2 separate regions of the Hordeum vulgare genome follow, and region 1 is linked to region 2. The links are chromatin contacts, called in public Hi-C maps. All regions are on one chromosome and are shown on one strand. Each heading gives the region's core, a stretch centred on a gene start, on an enhancer-like site or on the middle of the called end of the contact. The rest is flanking DNA. Distances are from core to core; before and after follow the strand shown.

Region 1 (6,728 bases), core at 2,268-4,767, 250 kb after region 2:
ATGTGCATGATAGAGTTTGGGGCTAGATTATAAATATATAGCATGTAGAAGAAAAGGAACCCCCGCACAAAAGAGTGCAGGGGAAACCCCAAACCTCAAATGAGGTGGGAGATGAAGATGACCTGCTCCCCAGGATTGGGAGTGAGGACATGTTGGTCGGGTCGTGGGCCTGGCAAGCAACATCGGTAGAGATATACCCCGCCGACCTAAGATCGTCTATGGTAGCGCCGGTGACCTTGGAGGCCACATCCGCTTCAGCCATGAAGGCGGAAATCTTAGAGCTTGGGAAGTGGAATTGGGAGTGCTAGCAGCTCAAAGGGTTTGGGCGTTGGAGCAAAAGGGGAGCGTTGTTAAAAATTGGCAGCCCCTTGCTCTTTATAAGTCAGTAAAAGGCAGAGTGTTCCTTCTACCGCTCCGTAAAAATCACCATGTTTCGGTTACCCGTGTTGTTATGGCTACCTTGGGTAAAGTAATTGATTGATCATATTCGCTAAAATGCGGGACACAATCTATATTTGATATGACATGCCAATAAGAGGGTTGCCTCGAACCATGATTCGAATAAATAATAACTTTTTGTGAGCGGTGATATTTCGGTAAAAGTTGTTAGTAATTGACTACCGAACACGCTCGTGCCTTTTAGTCTTTGGACTAAGTAAGCTACGCACTTCAGATAGACGAGGGATGCACTTGGAAGTGACACATGGTTGACCGGGCTGACCCCTTGCTAAAAGATGCTGTTAGTTCGGCCAACGCTACATGGTGCTTTGAGCTGGGATTCTGAACTTGCCTGCTAAGCCGAAGACCACCCAGCCGAAGATATTATCCGTGGAAGTTTATTGTCCACGGCTTCGAAGACAAGTTCGTGGGCTACTAACGGTGTCCAAGACTAGGGATTCCCGGCCTAGTTGATCTAGTCCATGGGTCAGACTAATGACCTACTACCAACAGAAAGACTCCAGAGAACTCAAACTTATGGCATGGGGACATTGGACTTCTCCAAGGTTGTTGATAGATTCGGCATGTATGCCATAGATGGCAACCAACCATGTGTAACCCTAGATACCCCTGTTGCCTTTATAAGCCGGAGGATTTAGTCCCAAGAGGCATAGATTATTTCATCACCATCGTTAGGGTTTAGACCATTACTCACGATCTCAAGGTAGATCAACTATGTACTTTCATACGCCTATAATACAAACAAGAGCAGAACATAGGGTTTTACCTCCATCAAGAGGGCGTGCACCTGGGTAAAAATAATGTGTCCCTTATCGCCTATTACCCATCGATCCGGTCTAACAGCCCGGGGCCCCTACCCATGGTCTGTCGGTTTTGACACTGACACACGTCGTTGGGCTCCGTCTGCCTGTCGTCCTACGAGCCGGTAGCAATGCCCGCCACCTCCCTCTTCTGCTAGGACGAGAGGCTGTCTTAGAGGATTTGGAGCGCGAGAAGACCATGATGGGCATGGTGTGGTGTGGAGAAAGGAACCAAAGGAGGATAGTTGTGAATGTCGCCGGGGATGGAGTTTATGAAGTGGACGGGCGACAATGGGTAATGCCGGTGTGGTTAATGGTGGGCGGTACATGGACAAACGGGTGATGCCAGAGTAGGTTCCTTGGCCACCTCATATTATTATTGTAGGGCGACGGAACAATGTGGTGTCTTTTGAACACGAAGCAGTCGAGTGCACCGGGAAGCCCTACGTCGGTTCAATGCCGGTAGCAGTGTGAGGTCACGTCCACTCTGGTCGAGGATGAATGCGACACTTGCGCTCTAAAGTGGCGCTGACCATTTCTGGTGAGAAGCGCACGCAGACGAGGAAGGGGGTTAAGGGTTGACCAGGGCTGTGAGAAGCGGGCATGACAACAGTGTGAACGCGTGTATTCTCTTCAATTTGCGGAAAATGCACGTCCAAACCGGTCAATGAATCGACACAGGACCGCCTTGGATGACAAAATACGTCGAGATCGCATGCTCTAGTCATATGCGAGCGGCGTTGGAGATTCTGTAACATTAAAGCAAATTACTTTTCTCATAATTGAGTGCTAGCATCTTCCTTGGAACCAATGATAAATCGCATGCAAGTGATCTTTATGTTTCTTTTTTTTTACTTTGCATATAGGTTTTGTCGTTAATCAAACCTCATCAAATTTGGGCAGGATTATAAGAAAGATTTGTCTCAAGTTAGGTCCTGTTTGGAACCACCCAGATTATATAATCCAGCTTTTATAATCTATTTTGTCTTCAAACAGGACAGCTTATGGTGTAGATTATAAAAACTAGATGAATAGATTATTAAAAACTCATAATCTACTCTATACCAGCTAAAATCAGATTATGGGTTGCTAATGACCCATTACCCTTGTAAAGTTGGAGATAATTGCATTCCTACCACCGCCACCCTCCTCTTTTTTTAAAAAAACAAAGGACAGACAGGTCATTATGCAATGTAAAACCTGGATTACAATTTATATAATCTGACCACCAAACATGGTCACCTAGATTATTTTTATAAACCAGATTACATAATCTATCTTCATAATCCAGATTATCATAATCTATTATGGTTTCAAACATGACCTTATGAAGTGATTTCAAGTGTCTCTCCGCATGTAGGTCGTCAAACCACACCGGCAAGTTTGGAGAGGAGCAGGAGTTTGGTCTCGAAACGAGGGGAGGAGGTCGATCAATTCAAATCAAATTTTAAAAGGACGGTAGGGGTACTCCACTACAAGTAAATCATTCGGCCGATCAGGATCAGATCCGTGGGCCTTTTATTACTAGCATAGCACTAGCACTAACACTAGCATAGCACGAGATCAATAGCAGCCCTTTACGTTTTTTCTTAATATATTTTCTTAATACTATAATCACCCCTATTTTATTCCTCCGGCGGTCTGGCCCTCTAGATCTAAAGTTGATCCACCGCCTCCCGTTCAAAAAAAAAAAGTTGATCCACCGCCGGCCAGGCCAGCAAGTTCACAATCTGCACCCGACGAGGTCGCCGCTACCGCATCGACGTGTCCGCAGCTGGCTTCACCCGTCCGCCGGCCGCGGCGCCGCTCGCGAGTGCCGGAGTGCATGGGCGGAAGTCCGCTTTCGTCCTCTTGCGTGGACCCGTCACGGGGAGGAGGACGACGACGGCGTGCGCCCGCACATGGCCGGCTCTTGCACGTGCCGCTACAGATCCCTCGTCTCCCTCCCCTCCTCGCCGCCCCAATCATGCATGCATGCGCGCGCCCGTGCCCGTCACGCCGCTGTCCCGCGGCCCCGACCCGTTTCATCCCGGGCCGGCAGGGCCGTTGGCCGTTGCCGACGGGAACAGTTTACGGGGTCGGGCGGTGGCCTACGGCTACAGGGACACGAGCGCGCCGTCCTTCCGCTCGGCTCCTCTGTGTCTGCACACCTTTGGCGCTTCCGCGAGAACTGTTGACGGGTGGGTTGCCTTGGCTGGCTTCCACCGTGCTCCATCCACACGTCAGTCTGTACTGTACTGCAGGGGATGGGGATGAGGATGTGGGTGGGGACGGACTGAGGACGAGCGGACACTGCCTGCCGCGCCCACGCTGCTCTCCGGGGGTGGCCTAGCCTTTGCTTGGATCGTGGGTTTGGTTTCTCTCAGTCTCAGATGTACGGTACGGTGGGCCGCTTTCCGTGATGGGAGAAAAAGAGAGGGATGCGAAAGGAAAGATGTATTGAGGGAAAGCAGGCATTGGATCGTAAAAAGATCTTGCTAGACGGACTGTAAAGCACTCTACACCAATTTGCTTGCTTCCACCGTGCGGTAAAAGCGGCGCCCCGAGGTGGTTTACCAGATGAAAAAAAAGCGTCTAATTCGGTGGTCCCACATGCAGCAGCTCATCTCATGTAGCGCGTACAATTCGACGCATCAAATTTACGGTCCGGGGTACCGCTTGGTAACGCACGCGTTAATTGTTTTTGTTCTTGTTCTATTTTGGCGTATAGTTGTTTTGTGCCTCCGACGCATAAAATCATCGTTTTAGAACGCATGGTTTATTTAGCTTCTCTGTTGAAGATGTCCAACAAGCGTCTCTTTGAACCGAAGAACCATAAAAACGCGGTAACAACAAACCGTACTTCATGTACGTCAACATTAAGTGCATCTTTTTCTTACGCTGGGCGATCCAATGTATATTAGCTTTATATAATTTGGGAAATGTTATCCGCGACCATTCATGGGAGCCCAACCCCAGCGAATGGCCACATCACCGTTGCACGTATCTCAACACAGGGGCAATGCCACATCGGATGGTTGGAGGCGCTTGTTGTCTGCTGAGTCCTGGCGAATGATCGCGCTTTCAAACTGGGATGGGGAGGTGATTCTAGAACTTTTATGCTAAAGCGGATTTATATAAGATTTTTTGTTTTTTAATTTGGTCGAAATCATGATTTTTTAGTTTCTCACATAGCAGTTTTGTTATAAGAGGACGACATTTTCTCTTACAAGAGGATGCCTTTTTTATTACTCCCTTCGTTTCAAAATTCTTGTCTTAGGTTTGTCTAAAAATGGATGTATCCAAATACTAAAACGTGACTTGATACACTCATATCTAGACAAATGTAAGACAAGAATTTTAGGACGAAGGGAGTATTATAGTATGCCAGTTTATTCATAAGAGCATGTCATTTTTTTATTTTTAACAGTATGGTATTTTTATTATTTTAATGATGGCATTCTTATTATAAGAAGATGGCAATCTTATTATTAGAATATGTCAGTTTTATTATAACATCATGTCATTTCTTATTTATAATAGGATGGATTTTTTATTATTCCGAGGATGGCATTTGTATTATTAGAGCATGACATTTTTTTATTTATAATAGGATGTGCATTTTTTTTATTGCGAGGATGTCCTTTCTATTATTTTAAGAGGACACCATTTTTAGTATTGAGAGGTGCCATTTTGTTACTAACAGTTTTTTCTTGCACACAACTTTTATGGCTTTTTTTCATTTTCTATTTTTTGCTCCTGGCATTTTCTTAAAAAATTGGGCGAACGGGGAAACGTTCGCTGGAGTTGGCCTATAATTTTTGCCCCCGCCCCGTGAACCAACAATTTCGAAGGGCTCCTGGCGGCCGGAGCCAGATATTGAGCTCCTATAATTTTTGCCCACGTATATATTGGAAAAAATGTCAATCTTTACAATACCAAATATCAGTGGATCCGTCATAAATATTTTTCCATATCGTATTAATTGATATTGTGCATGTTGCAATATTTACATTATAGAAAAAGCATAATATTCACTTGTCATTGTAAAATTAATCCCAGGGGAATATGCTGTAGTAGCCTCTTCATGAACATAGAAATGGAAAACCTGGAGTTCAAAATATGATGGAATATTGAGTCCTAATGTATATGTAACGAGAGTTTTTTCTTAACTTATATGTGATGGAGTTGTTTGGTTGTAGTACGCGAAAAAATGGAGTTTTCTGGAAGATAGGTATGGCATAATTATCACAGGAACGATCCATTGTATCCAAGCAAAGTACATCATATGATGTGTCTTAAACCCTTCTCATATACGTATTAATTAATAAAAAATCTTATTACTATCATTTGTTACTTGCAGGGCGGAATACTAGTACAAAGCATACTGTCTGACCTATTATCAAAACTAAACTTAGCAATTTCATACGTCTTCACATTAACATGTCGACTAATCTTTAATTTTGAAATTGTTGATAAGCTTAGTGATGTTAAGCGCTTCCTTCTTCAAATCAACAAAAGGAGACCTCTCAAATGTTTCATTTGCAAAAAAAGACACCACAAAAGAACAATCAGTATAATAGATTTTGTGAAGAGTAATACCTATATAACCCGGCAAGGCACGCTCGATGCTTCGCCTTATCCATAGTTTGGCGGAAGGGTGTTTGGTTGTTGCCTGCTATTTGGTGGAAGATTTGCTATTTGGCCAGTTGCCCCTGCTATTTTTATATACTCCCTCCGTTTCAAAATATAAGACATTTTAAGGATTTCACTAGGAGACAACATACGGAGCAAAATAAGTGAATCTATACTCTAAAATATGTCTATGTACATCCGTATGTAGTTTATAGTACAATCTTTAAAAGATCTTATATTTAGGAACGGAGGGAGTAGTTAATAGCAGCGGACATTTGATATATGTTTTTTGTGCCCTCGGATGGTTAATGAGTCCGATTTGATGCCCTCATGCAGGTTATCAAACTCGTCCAACTCTAGCCTCTTGGCCTATATTTTAACTGATATTGTCGGCCTCTTGACCTATATTCTACTCGCTCTGTTCTTAAATATAACATATATTCTATTCCCTCCGTTCTTAAATATAAGTTTTTAAGATATTTTATTAAAAGACTATATACAGAACAAAGTAAATGTATTTACACTTTAAAATATGTCTATATATATTCATAGGTAATACGCTAGTAAAACCTTTAAAAAACTTATATTTAGAAACGGAGGGAGTAACTGGTATTGACGGCCTCTTGGCTAGTGCCTTGGTGCGCTTCCTCAGTTGGTCCTTCAGAAAACACCCATAAACAATTTAGGTACAACGCACATCGCCATGCTCTACTTGGGCGATTTTCAGCAACACATACTTGATTGATAAAACAGCTCAACGTTTTTACCCCACAACCCATCTATCACCGGGACATGGTATCACAATCATCTTTGAAGCAGCTTTAATCACGGGATTTAAACGTCGCAGATTCAGAT
Region 2 (6,261 bases), core at 3,508-6,007:
TTTTATATTAGTTTACAGAGGGAGTACACCTATGATAAAAGCGTTTAGATCACTATTTTAATTATCTAAACACTTTTATATTAGTTTACAGAGGGAGTACATCTATGATACTTTCATTACAATCAGCCTATGATACTCGCATTACGACCAGCCTGAGGTAGTGGGGCAGCAGCCACACCAACCAATGCATGCGTGCAACTGCGACAGCCTAAACCAATGGCCATTAACTAAGCACTGCTAATAATTGTTTCCTTGGTCCTGCGAATTTGGTCTCTGGGACTAGTAATCCCCGACGGAGGTAGTATTATGGAGTACGTAGGCGTCAGCGACTCAGCGGCAAATCAGAGTATCACAAGCAAACGTGGGAAACCAAAGGAAACAAAATCATGCTAATAGGATTAGGAGGCAAAAGATGACCAGGCAGGGCACACAAAAAGGTTATTTCAACGACTAATAACACAGACCAGCAAAGTCTATACTACGTCCGATCACAGGTAGCAGAAAATAGTGTACGCCTCGCTGAAACTAATCAAAAGTGGAACACCACTTTACACCAGGAGCAAACAAACCCTGGCCAGGTAGCCGAACTACAGAGGGGTCGATGGACGTCACTTATACTCCCTCTCCTCGCTACAAACACAGCACATTATATTAGCACAAAACAATGGAAAAACAAACCATCAGCAAATATCCTTTCTTATCTTCTAATAGTACACCATATTAGGTCAAAGATCACGGCGTGGTCGGAGCCAGGTCGGTGCCGGAGATGTGGGAGGACGCGTCTTCCTTGGCAGCAGCTCCGTTCCCTGGGGACGACACCGCCTTCGTCGCGCTGTCTCTCTTGCTGTCCTTCCCCCCAAACCTTCCATTCTGCTGACCGCTGATTGACAGTCTTCTGCTCGGAGGAGTGCCGTTCATGGACGTGCCGTTGGATTTTGGGCCGGGTAACTTCTTCGCGGTAGCCGGTCTGTTAGGGCTGACTCGCGATCCAAATGGCCCTTCATGGTCAGTGTTCAGTTTCTGCTCGACATAGCGCTTTTGTTCCTGGCATGTGAATGTAGCACACAAAATGGAGAATTCATATTGCTGAAATAGGGGACAAGAGCATATGCCAGATATAGAAATAATCTAGCCCTAGGCACTAGTGATGAATCTCGTAGTGTTTGTGTTCCTAGTTCCAGGTTTCCTACTTATGATTAGATGTGACAGCATCCTGATGGACTGAACTCAAAGGGTAGAAACCAGACAATGAAATGCCTATTGCTAAAAGCAATCAGCATATTCAAAACACTGTCCGCGTTCACAAGACACTCAAACATAATTCAAGGGCATTCTAAATTGGGAAAGTATTCGCTTCCAATTTTAAGAGCAAGTAGAACATACCTTCATTCTTTTCTTGTCTTCTTCTCTTTCCTCCCTCAGCATAACATACTCATCCAACATAGCTAGAAGCGGTACACCATCATACATAAAGGATAGACCACGGCTCTCTTCCCATGCCCTAGTCTTGGCCACCAAAGTTTCGACAAGCGCTGGAATGAAACCATTGATTGCATTAGTAACGAACAGAATAACATGTGTACTCGTACAATAAAATGCATGACCAAAAGAAAATCCGATAAACATAAATAGGCTTCCATCGTATACAGATGTTCACAGAAGATGTTCATATATGCATTTCAGACAAGTACCTGGAATCTTGCTGACAAGAATACGAGCTTTTTCTGCACGTTTGAGATTCAGATGGGCACCTCGGCTGGAGTTATATCTGTTGTCATCCTGCAGAGAGATTTTGAATTTGTGCGTGAGAAGCCAGTCCTAAAACCAGCAGCACTGATTTGCTAAAGTAAATTATTAGCATACCCTGTTATAATCTTCAAGCCAGCTTTCTTCTTCACATGCAGACATCCATTTTTCAACTTTATCTAATATATCTTTTCTGCTCAATGCTTCTTCCTTTGCTTTTCCTATCTGACCTTCCATATCTGCAATTAGTTCTGTTGGTTCTATGTTCCCTGCCTCAATCAGTGCCAACAATTTCATATGGGCAGCTGCGGTGTCTATTACTGTGTGAGCACCGGCATAGATGTCTTCCAACTCAGTTTGCTTCTTGAAAGCAATTTCTTTCATCTTGCTGTATTTTAGCTGGTCCAGCCTTTGAACCTCTGTCTCAGCCTGAACAGGAAAAAAGGCCAAATAGAGCTGAACAAACAATTCATACCAGGGAATAATCCTACCAGAGAATTTCAAACGTAATCTGACCTGTTCAATTAAATCAAGGGCAAGTGCCCCAGGAGCAGTGACTTCATCTACAGATGCTGATCTGTTGCATGTAACATGATCAAACATGCTCCTTTCTTGTGTGGGAGCATCCATGAGATCCCAAAGATCATACAGTTGACCGGCAAGCTCTTGAAGCTGAGAATACCAAATAAGCCATTAATGAGATTGTGCATGTAATAAAATAGGTATGTGCTTCAGATTTTAAGAAATGTGATTTTTGTTTTTACCTTGCTTAGCCTCAATTTTTTATCTTCATGAAGTGTGGCTACTGTCTTGTCAAGTTTTGATAATGTATCATCGCTGATGCTCTTGCAGTTATCAGCAATAGAGTCATCTAGACTGGGATGAACTTCAGTCACGGTACTGAGAAAATCCATCCCCAAGACAGTACATAGATCATGCACCATGCTTACATACTCAAGAACTTTCTCCAACCTATTGCTCTGCAAACCAGTTTTCAAGCGCGTAGAAACTCTTGTTAGCCATTGGGAATCAACGGCGAAGAAATAGTCAAAACATCATAATAAACCATTTTTCTCTTTGACCAGGTAAAAAACAAAAATAAATTAGGGAAGGAGTGGGTATTACCTTCTCTTTCTCAAGCTCCTGGAGTTGGGACCGAAAATCTTCAAGCCTCTCAAGTGTCAAATCATCCTCGTTGACCTGTGGTGTAGCCACCTGCTCACCGACCTCTGTGGTGCCAGCAATCTCACCACATATTTGATCAATTTGTGACTGTACGCTGACAAATTCCCTCTTCCTCTCATTCTTCTTCTTATTCAACTGCTCAAGTGTTGGAGCGATAGCAGCTAGCTGTTGCTTGATTGTCCCTGATGTCTTCTCAGGCTGCATGCATTCATAATTCTTGATTTACTTTCATAATTAAAAAAATGGCTCTAAGATTCAAAGTGTCATTTCACTTCTGAGTTATGACAATCAATATCATGCACATCGAGAGGAAAAGAATGAGGTGGGAACTGCTATTACAGAAAAGCTTTGTTGGTCAGTTCCTAGTTCCACTGAATATGCACTAGAATGTATCATGCATGCACTCCACAAAATTGTCTAGGATGAAAATCAACCAGCAATCCTTAAGCGTTGTGACAATATGAACTTACGGTTCTCGCTACAGCTTTTTCCCCAAGAGCAGAAAGAAGCCTGGCAAGCTCGATCTTCGAGTCATCGAGCGCCTGGATAAGGAGATCCCTAGAGTTGGTGGCCTGATCAACTTTCCTCTTGTAGACATCCAGGCACTCCTGGTCCAGCTGATACAGGACCTTGTCGCGGTCCTCGTCGCTCTCACCAACTTCATCCCACACAAGCTATAGCAGGGAGATTTCATAGAAGAAGCATGTCACCATCAGTTGCACAAAACCAAGTTGACAAACAAAACAAAACAAAAAACCTTGTTGCAGTTTGCAAAGTGCCGCATACCTGTAATTTCTGCAGCAAGGATCCACAGGTAATGCCGCCGGCCATTTCAGAACAACCTGTAAGTAAGGAGCATCGCTTGAGAATAAATCTTGCATACCAAACTAGAACTCTCAACACGAAATGCACTTCTGAACCTGACGACATGAACGCTTAATCGAACCAAACCCGCCCAAACAACCACGTCGGCCCATGGTAGGCACTAAATCTCACATGCACTGCAAGTGTCGCATTCGTGAGCCATATCACTAACTAATGATAAACTTATCCCCAAATTAGCAGCACTCTAATAATTAAAAATAGAGCCTAGATGGCCCTACTGGAGTAGAGCACCCCAATCATGGCCACCAATAATGACATCTGAACGCCTAAACGCTAGGGGATCCCACTTACCGAATCTAATACTGTAGTATATCTGGCCTTAAACCCAGCAATAATCCAAGAACATCCAGGAACCCTAGAATCCGACTCCAAAACACGGAAACCCGAAGGCAGTTGACCGGTCTCGTCTGGCCAAGCAGCTCCAGAAGTTCGCGATCTGAGCAGTCAGCTCTCACGAATCGACCGCCGAAAATAAACAATTTGATTCTCGTATGACTTCGGTCTCAGCACCCAAACCAGAATGCTGCGCCATCACGCAGATGGAGCATGAAGTGGAGATCCCCCACCGGGCACACCTCCCAGCTAAACCCCCGGCACGCAGCGCCGCCATTACGGTCCGCACCCCCAGATCTCCGTCCCCCAGCGACTCCCCTCCAACCCCACCGTGAACGAGGAGGAGAACTGGAGAAGAAGAGAAGGCGAAGCAGAGGAAAAAAAAAGGCTCTCACCAGATCACGCGGCCGGCGCGAGCGGGGACGACGGGCGGCCGCACCGGAGCGCGCAGGATTGAGACGGACGGGGCTTGACCGTAGACTCCTCGAGCCTCGTCGCCGGAGGGGAGCTCGCCGCCGCTGGCGAGGGTTGGGGGAGGGGAGCAAGCAGCGGCGAGAGTGAGCTGAGCTGAGACTGGACCTCGCTGCTGCTGCTCCTGAAGTGGTGATGCTGCCGCGGGACGGGGCGGCCAGCCCAATTAATGGGGGTAGGTGGGCGGCGGTCCCGCCGCCGGATGCGAGCGGTCGGGGCATCGGACGGCCCGGATGGCCCCGGGTGGTGTTTCTTACCGCGGGTGTCGGTGAAAGAACGGTACGGGGGAGAATAATGCGGCCGGTGGGCCCGCGCGGCGCGGAGAGGAGGACGGACGGGCGGCTTGGGGAGCTGTAAATTCCATGCGTGAAATTTTGGTGTCTGGTGCCCTCGGGCGGCGTTATTAACGAAACGAAATGGTGGATTGCTTGTAGTTAAATCAAGGGATTGAGGGTGGCCTTGACCAGTCAGAGTTGTCTCGTTGCGATCCGGGTCTCCGCATTTCCAGCGGTGTTTCAGTGCGGTTTTGGGTTTAGGTATCTCTCTGGCTTCTCCTGTTTGTACCCACGTGATTAACCACGATGCTCCTTCACGTTCGGGAAGGGCTTAGGGGGTGCGGGTTTTTTTTTACAGAATACAATCAAATTCGTTCACCTATACGAGCGTATACTTATTGCTATAAACGCACGCATACCTTACCCCTATGAGCATCTTTAATAGGCTAGAAAACACATCACTGGAAGACCTGAAGTAAATTCAGGAAAATGCAAAGATCAATGTCAAGTATGTGACTTGAACTCTGGTAGACAAGGGATACCACAGTCCTTCTAACCATCCAACCACGGATTGGTTTGCACTGGTACGGTTTTAAGACGAGCATCAGGAGAACGAACGTTTGGAGGCCGAGCTCCATAGAACTCGAAATTTTGAAAAAAATTATAATTTACAATTTTTGATTTGAAAAATCTGAAAAAAATATACAAGTAAAGAAAAATGTTACGTGCATGTGTCTAGATTTTAGGATGAAATACCTAAAGATATGATCTGCATAGAAAACAAATTAATGACCTTGTATGATGAATAGTATCATGTGTTAAAAAGTTTTGGATTTAGTTTTTATATAGACCTTATTTTAACGTATTTTTTCTGAAAATTTATACACATGTGTGTTACGCCCTCACTTATCTCTGTACTTTTTCAAAAAAATGTAAAAATATGAATTTTCATGGATTTTGAATTTCAAATTTAAAGATCACCATAGAGGCCGGGCTCCAAAAGCAATTTTCGAGCATAGGTCGCTAGAAAAAGATTCAGCTTCATCTGATTTGGAGATGAAAGGGTGGGCATGTTTTTTCTGCATCCGATTTTTCTCTCCCTGCGCCCGGTTCCACGCATCATGGGAACTCATCTATCTCGTCTCGCCTCATTTGTGTCATTTCCAACGCCATCCCACAAATGGACACAATATTTGTGTTCGGATGCATTCTCAGATGTCCGCGGATGATGATATAAGAGCCAAACATTCAACACTTTGTTTTAAAGGTCTACCTGCAATACAAGCAAGTTGGGACGTAAGTGCATCTCGAACATTAACCCCAAATCATACATTGTATCCGTTCATAGATTTGTATGGACAATAAT

What was found. Hi-C and Micro-C count contacts between places; a contact is called where the count stands out from the background.
Region 1: a contact with region 2 is called in a Hi-C map of leaf, with 5 times the contacts expected there. The contact joins the enhancer-like site here to the promoter of LOC123413457 in region 2. A contact is called at or near these places in 3 of 6 Hi-C or Micro-C datasets (leaf and seedling) and 1 of 1 datasets of contacts at active chromatin or transcription factors (embryo).

What each region holds. Positions count from the first base shown.
Region 1 is chr7H:139,944,189-139,950,916 of MorexV3_pseudomolecules_assembly, forward strand. LOC123413491 reads right to left here. Exons shown (of 3, transcript XM_045106430.1): 3 at 6,594-6,728. Among protein-coding and RNA genes, the nearest start is that of LOC123413491, 15 kb to the right of the region's middle. Within about 2 kb of position 3,518, at least 3 of the 3 cell types and tissues checked have open chromatin away from gene starts, as enhancers often do. A contact at or near this core is called in leaf and seedling, where this site is marked.
Region 2 is chr7H:139,697,945-139,704,205 of MorexV3_pseudomolecules_assembly, forward strand. LOC123413457 (65-kDa microtubule-associated protein 1-like) reads right to left here and starts at 4,758. Exons shown (of 9, transcript XM_045106394.1): 1 at 4,545-4,758; 2 at 3,718-3,773; 3 at 3,402-3,605; 4 at 2,872-3,129; 5 at 2,511-2,726; 6 at 1,864-2,418; 7 at 1,692-1,779; 8 at 1,384-1,532; 9 at 424-1,044. The coding sequence starts at 3,762. The coding sequence ends at 733.